Regions from separate parts of the Mus musculus genome. Here region 1 is linked to region 2. The links are chromatin contacts, called in public HiChIP or PLAC-seq maps. All regions are on one chromosome and are shown on one strand. Each heading gives the region's core, a stretch centred on a gene start, on an enhancer-like site or on the middle of the called end of the contact. The rest is flanking DNA. Distances are from core to core; before and after follow the strand shown.

Evidence for each region. HiChIP or PLAC-seq counts read pairs in DNA pulled down with a chosen protein or histone mark.
Region 1: a contact with region 2 is called in an H3K27ac HiChIP or PLAC-seq map of the HPC-7 cell line, with 6 times the contacts expected there. The contact joins two enhancer-like sites. A contact is called at or near these places in 3 of 484 Hi-C or Micro-C datasets (adipose-derived mesenchymal stem cells, liver and nephron progenitors) and 3 of 115 datasets of contacts at active chromatin or transcription factors (the HPC-7 cell line, effector CD8 T cells and pancreatic cancer cells).

The regions. Positions count from the first base shown.
Region 1 is chr1:184,682,303-184,685,830 of GRCm38.p6, reverse strand. No RefSeq gene overlaps it. Among named protein-coding and RNA genes, the nearest start is that of 4930488B22Rik, 28 kb to the left of the region's middle. Within about 2 kb of position 2,035, at least 28 of the 459 cell types and tissues checked have an H3K27ac peak or open chromatin away from gene starts, as enhancers often do. A contact at or near this core is called in the HPC-7 cell line, where this site is marked.
Region 2 is chr1:184,534,290-184,538,029 of GRCm38.p6, reverse strand. All of the region lies in intron 2 of 1700112H15Rik (RIKEN cDNA 1700112H15 gene), which reads left to right. Among named protein-coding and RNA genes, the nearest start is that of 1700112H15Rik, 22 kb to the left of the region's middle. Within about 2 kb of position 1,474, at least 58 of the 459 cell types and tissues checked have an H3K27ac peak or open chromatin away from gene starts, as enhancers often do. A contact at or near this core is called in the HPC-7 cell line, where this site is marked.

The DNA.
Region 1 (3,528 bases), core at 786-3,285, 150 kb before region 2:
TTGGGGGTCTGCTGTGTATCCAGGTCTCGAGGAAAAGATCCTGAACTAAGGGAGCAAGGGGTTGGCAGAGGATAGTTGATGCACGGTGAATGTTAAAAAGGAGGAAAAGTACCCAGAAAGGTTAGATAAGAGACTCCAAGGCCAACACTGTCTTCCTTAGTGTTATAATGAGGGCACTTCAGTGATCTGGCTTGAATCTTTTGGAATAGGTCAGCAGCCCCTAGAAGCCACCCACCTTGCTTCAGAAGAGAATTGTATTTGGTTGTTGGTTTTCTTGTCACTCTGGACTACAGATCTTCAAGCCAGGTGTGTGAATCTATAAAGGCACAAGGAAGAGAGATAAAACAGAGGGGAAGCAGGAAGAGGATGGGAAGGAAGCAGGAAGAATGTGGCCTGGAAGTGGGGAGAACTCGGCAGGTTTCAGAGGCACCGTCCCCCCCCCCCCCCCCCCCCCCCGTCATGTGAGCTTTTTCTTGTTACTCCAAATAGCTGGCCTCAGTGGGGCTCTGTGGATATGCCACATCCTCTGTTTATGGCTGTGGAGAAAACCCTGACTAAAACCATTGAAGGAAGGAAGGAAGGAAGGAAGGGAGGGAGGGAGGGAGGGTTTGTTTGGGCTCACGGCTTGAGGAGCAGAGCCTCACGGTTGGAAAGGCATGGTGGCAGATGCTTGAGGCAGCAGAAAAAGAAGGATGCTGCTGCTTAGCTGGCCTTTTTCTTTCTATGCGATCTGGGACTACAGCCCCTTTTGATGGGGTAGTTCTAGATCTTGTCAAGTTGTCAGTGCATATTAAACCTTACAGGAGCGACAAGACATGAAGATAAGTGTAAACAACAACAAAAGCAGAGAATGTCTGTGACCTCAGGAAAGGGAAGGAGAAAAGGTTTGAGTTATAGAGTTTTTTGTTTTGTTTTGTTTTTGTTTGTTTTTTTGTTTATTTTTGGCTGGAGCATGGGGTCGCTGTATCTTGGAATATACAATTGATAATAAGGATGGGCATCTCATGTTTGTCCAACCCACTGCCTGTAGGCTTCATGTGTCCAAGGATAGCTTTGAATGGAACCCAACAGACAATTTTAAACTTACTTAAACCATTATAACATATTTTTGTAATGTATTTGGTAACTCTAGTGTAAGGATCTTTTTTTCTTAAGATTCATTTCATTCACTCACTTACTCACTCACTGACTCAGTCATTCATTGTGTGTGCACACATACACTCGAATGTCTGCTATATGTGTTTGAGTGCCCTTGGACCGGAAGAAGGCATTTCATCCCCTGGAGCTGGAGTTAAAGGAAGCTGTGAGCTGTCTGATGTGAGCAGTAACAACCCAACTTGGGTTCTCTGCAAGAGAAACAAATGCTCTTAACCACTCAGCCCTTTAGTTTCTGATTGTGAGACTTTAGAAAATAGACTTTGTAATAAGAGCATTATGTTACAATGTCAACAGGCTGGAAGCACCAGGTGGGCTGTGGGAAGGACTTTCGGATGAGGCCACTCTGCCCTTGCAAACCTAGTTCAATTCCCCCAGAACATGTGTAAAAGCTGGCTGAGGTGGCTCCCATCTACAACCCACCATCCAGATGGTAGAGACTGGAGTATCTCTGGAGCTCGCTGCTGGTGTGCTTGGGCCTATGGATCCAGGGTTAGTGAGAAGCTATGTTTCAAAGAATGAGGTAGATTGTGTTCAAGGAGGACACTTGACATCAACTCCTGGCTCCACAGATGTGCATGCATGTATGTAGCTGACATCAATCTCTGGCTCCACAGATGAACATGCATGTGTGTGTAGCCCCTAACTGACAGGTGTACATACACAGACACACAAGCAAGACACAGCTCATGGACAGTGAACTCTATTCAGGCTGTGTTTCCTCTCTGTTCCCCTCCACCCGTAGCCTGTCTCCTTTCCCAGGCTCTAGTCCCAGTCTATTATACTCACAGGTGAGTGTTTGAGCACAGGCATACCAGGGCTTTGTCGTGTGGCTAACATGCTCTGGCTTTAGACTGGGGGGAAAAAAGTGTGCCAAGACTCTTCTGAGACATGTGTCAAACTAGCCACACTTCCTAGCAGGAAGTCCAGACCCAGGTCGTGGTTTAGCGCAGGAAGAACATCTGTGATGACAGAAGTTGGGAGGGCAGACAGGTCGCTGGGAAACTGCGCTGGCTACTTAGAAAAAAAGTACAGTGTACCTTTGTCTGTGCAGGAAAGCTCAGTTATCCAAAGTATTTATTTTTAAAATATTTATTTTATTTTAATTTATGTGTGTATATGTGGGCATGTGCACATATGTATGAGTGCTGTTGGAGGCCAGAAGAGGCTGTCAGATCCCTTGGAGCTGGAATTACAGGCGTGGTGAATCACCTGATGGAGGTGCTGGGGAGAGAACGCAGGTCCTAGAAAGACCAGCAAGACTGAAGCGTCTCTTAAGCAACTAAAACGTCTATGGATTCATAGCAACAAGTCTTTGCTTTAGTGTGCCACATGAATTAGTAATCAAGCTTTATAGTTAATTAATTAATTAATTAATTAATTAGAACTCACCATATGTTAGAGGAGGAGCTTGGACTCCTAACTCTCTACCTTCATCTCTCTTGACTTCTGGGGTTATAGGTATGTGTCACCGTGCTCAGTCTTACGTGGTACATGCTGGGAAGATAGTCTAACAACTGAGATAAATCTCCAGCTCTTTATTTATAATAAAACTTCTAGATATTTTGAGGTATCTAGAATATCCAGCCACGTAATCTGGGTTGACTTCAAACTTGCAATCACTACACCTGGTGTAGATGTGACCTTGTGTGTGTGTGTGTGTGTGTGTGTGTTTTTAGAACATGATTTTAATATTTCCAACTGTTAATATTCAACAAACAGAATAATTTTTTAAAGATATATTTTGCTGTTATGTCTCCGTTTTCATTTCTGATTTTATTAATTTGGATACTGTCCTTGTGCTCTCTGGTTAGTCTGGCTAAGGGTTTCTCTATCTTGTTAATTTTCTCAAAGAACCAGCTCCTGGTTTGATTGATTCTTTGTATAGTTCTTTTTGTTTCTATTTGGTTGATTTCAGCCCTGAGTTTGATTATTTTCTGCCATCTACTCCTCTTGGGTGTATTTGCTTCTTTTTGTTCTAGAGCTTTCAGGTGTGCTGTCAAGCTGCTAGTGTATGCTCTCTCCAGTTTCTTTTTGGAGGCACTCAGAGCTATGAGTTTTCCTCTTAGGACTGCCTTCATTGTGTCCCATAAGTTTGGGTATGTTGTGGCTTCATTTTCATTAAACTCTGAAAAGTTTTTAGTTTCTTTCTTTATTTCTTCCTTGACCAAGTTATCATTGAGTAGAGCATTGCTTAGCTTTCATGTGTATGTGTGCTTTCTATTGTTTTTGTTGGAATTTAAGACCAGCCTTAGTCTGTGGTGATCTGATAGGGTGCATGGGATTATTTCAATCTTCTTGTATCTATTGAGGCCTGTTTGTGACCAATTAAATGCTCAATTTTGGAGAAGGTACAATGAGGTGCTGAAAGAA
Region 2 (3,740 bases), core at 225-2,724:
CATGCTTTCTCTTTACCACAACCTGTTGCCTCAGATTGCCAAGCTCGGGGCCTGGGCCCTTCTCTTCTATTAGCTTGTGAGGTCAGCTTTACATATTTGTTTGTGTGACATTAATAACACAGTGTCTCATATGCAATAAAGCCATAATAAGTGGGAGTAGGACATTAAAGAAATTTAAGATTTTCTTAAGCAGATTTTAATAAGTGAGTTCAGTTTACCCTTTTGAATTTCTCTCTGTATGTGTGTATATACACACATATGCATATACATATATATACATATATACATATGTACATATATATATATATACATATATATATATATGTACATACATACATGTAAATGTGTGTGTGCCCGTGTGTATTGTATGAGTATGTGGAAATGTCTGTGTGGGTAGGTCAGAGTTCAATTTTTGTATGTCTTCTTCAATTGCTTTCCATCTTGAGAAAGGAGTGTCTTTATTTTATTTTTTAATCTATTCTTTGGAAATTTCATATATTTTTATTATTTTTTTCCTGTCCTCTCATTCTCCCCAGATCAGATCCTAACTCCTCCCAGAACTTTTTGATCCTTTTCTGTAATAAAAGAAAAGAGCCATTAAAAATCATCTTATTTATGCTGGCCAACTCCTCCTGGGTATGAGACCTGACCTGGGATGTGCCTGATACAACCACTGTCACTCCACTGAAGCAAACTGACTTTCCCTCTCCTGTCAGCAGTCATTTGTGAATGGGTGGGACTTTACACCTGTGTCCACTCCTTCATGTGAGGATTTTGTCTGGTCTGAGCTTTTGGAGGCCCTGTGTACACTGTCTCAGTCTCCCTCCATAAGCTCACGTGTGCACTCACCTTCCTATGTCTGCACAATGCAGTCTCCTTAAAACCGTCCATCACTTCTGACTCTTATAATCTCCCTGTCCCTCAGACATGGTCTCTAACTCAAGGCTCAGGGCTCCGTGTCACAGGAGACAGAGTACTGTTTACGATAGATGGGCGCCCTTGACTCTCTGGGATTTGCCTGTCTCTGCCTCCCTAGTGGTGGGGTTAGAGATGGCTGGCTGGTCCCTGTGCTTGTGCAACCAAGTACTCTGTCCATTGATCCACCTCCCAAAGCCTCCCCACTTTAATTTTTCATGGATTTTCTCCCCCTTTGTATTAGATAAAATGACATTCTAAGTACTCAGACAACATAGCTGTTCCTGTTCTTATAACTTCTAAATTTCCTTTCCTTGTTATCTCAACTTGGTGTTTGCTTAGTCTGTGGCATCATGAGCACCGTGCTTTCTATTTAAGGTGACATGTGACAATTTCCTTTTTTTTTTTTAGAGGGGAGGAAGGTATGATTTTTGAAACTGCGGTTTGCTGAAGCTGGTGAAATGTATTGGTTTTGTTGACAAATTTCTTGGTCTAAACTGCTGACATTTCTCAGCCTGCTACTAGATTGTGCAACATTATGCAACTTTATGTGGAAATAAATGAGTTTATTAGTGATGAGTGTGTGTTTGCGGCTGCATCTGTGTGTGATAATAGACAACTTTTGTGGGTACTTACAGCAATAATGACACTGCTGTTTTTCAGTTCACCCTTTACCATAAACTATGTCATTATTCACTTCAGTGGGGGCATACAACCTCAAAGAATGTTACGAGAGTGGCTTGTTGAAAAGAAGTAATGGACGGTGGGTCGTTGAGTAAGCCTCTGCTGGCAGGGCTATGTGATAGCTGAGCGCAAGGCTTCTGTCATGTTGGTGGTCTATGATATTTCTGTTTTAAACCATTCATATCTGACACTGCTTTGTCCTTCAGACCAAGGCATTTCCAGTGACTGAATTCAACAGAATATTTTCCAAAGCCTACCTTAACCACTCATGGAGTCAGCTTGTACTTCAAGGAGTGTCTGGGGTAAGGGGCGGTCCCTGCTTCACAGAGTATATAGTCAGACATTAAAGTATGTGAGTGTCTAATTCAACCCAACAAATGTCAGAAACCCTGAAAGATGTAGTAAGCAGAATATTGTTGAGCTGTGCAATGGCTGGAATGGCTGGACTGGGGGTGGGGCGGAGCTAAGGTGAAAAGCATTGTGGGAGATTAGCACTAGACTAGCAAAGGGAAGAATTAGTGGGTATTCAGAAGATTGAACAGTGCGCTTTAGTTGGTGAGGCTCACATAAGAAGTTAAGGAGGAAGGAACAACATGTTGTGGGAAGGCAAGGGAAATGAAACCATAGAATAAGCAGTCCAGCTAAAATCCCCTCACGGGGGATTGGCAATGTCTCAGCTTCACCCAAGAGTTTTACATCAGACCTGAAAGTGTGAAGCAGAATCAGTGGCTGAGTCAGTGGACACTGGTTACATGTTGGTAGACAAAGGTGGGTAGAAACTGGTCTGCATTGAAGATGCTTGGGCCAGTCCGAGATAAGCAGAGTGGTCATTTCAACATGTTTGAAGACATGCTGGACTTCAGGTGAAGTCTAGAACTCAGGGTTCAACCTAGCCTTGTGCAGGGTGGCAGGCCATGTAGACTCTAAAAGGAGCCATAAGACTCAGTCCTTAGGGAAGTCTGCATATACAGCAAGGAAGTTTGGGAAGTTTGCAGCAGGGATTGCTTCTGTGGGTGATGGGGGCTTTGGAGGAGGTGGGAACAGAGGAATCAACACACTGTGATTGTAGAGTGATCGTCCAGTAGGAGGAAGGGTCAGGTGAAGGCGATGGCTGCTAACTGTTAAGAGTCTTTTCATAGGAGAGGCCCCGAGGACTTGATAGGATACCATAATAGAATCGAGAGGAGGGGTGGATACCAGATGTGCTTCTCATGTAAACCTCTGAGGATTCAGGAGCTCTGAATACAGGGAGGAACTGTGAGATGGAGGGAGAGAATAATCACAAGCCCGGTGGCTTTGGTGGCTGAGTTTACAGTGCTCACAGCTCATTTGGGGGTATGATAGTCTGGACTCAAGGGGCCCCTAGAACATCTACAGAAGCCTAGAAGTAGATCTACTTAATACTCGTACTGGCCATTTGAGCTGTCAGTAGACTGGAGACCTCAGCTCTTGTCGTCACACTACCCCTTACCAGTACTCACTGACAAGGGGTTAAACTATGTAACTCCTACTTCTTCCTCCACAGGTGACCATAGAGACGGTGCTGTGAGGATCAATCTAGGGATGGACATAAGAGGCCATGGGACACTCATCTTCTGATGAGTGACACCCCTCTCTTCTTAGCTATTTCCAAGGGCATGGGGATGATGGTAGTAGACTTTGCCCCAGGACCCTTCTCTCTCTGTAAATTCTAACAGAGCAGACACCTTCCAAGCAACAGAGGTGAGTCAATATTTCCTAGGACTTGTGGTTTCACATTGAGTCAACATTATTCTAACACCTTCTAATGCTCTTCATACTGACAGCAGGCAGTAAGTGGCAGACAGTGGGTCAGAACCGCAAGGGGCTTCAGGGCCAGCCGAGTTCTTCCTCAGAGCTCTGAGAAAGCCACAGCGAGATCCTTTTCTTCTGGTAGCTATAAGAAAGTGCTCGAAATGTGTTGGCATAGATGACTGTTCTCTATTAAAAGTAGAAGGAATAATAAATTCATAGTGAACATCTTTAGGAAGATGTATGCTACAGTTCTGGAAGTGTGAAAGTCAAGAGAAGGTGAGAAAGCACAACTCCCACAACACACAGACACATGGGCACACACACACTCACACACACAAAGGAAACAACAACAAAGACCAAATTGCTAT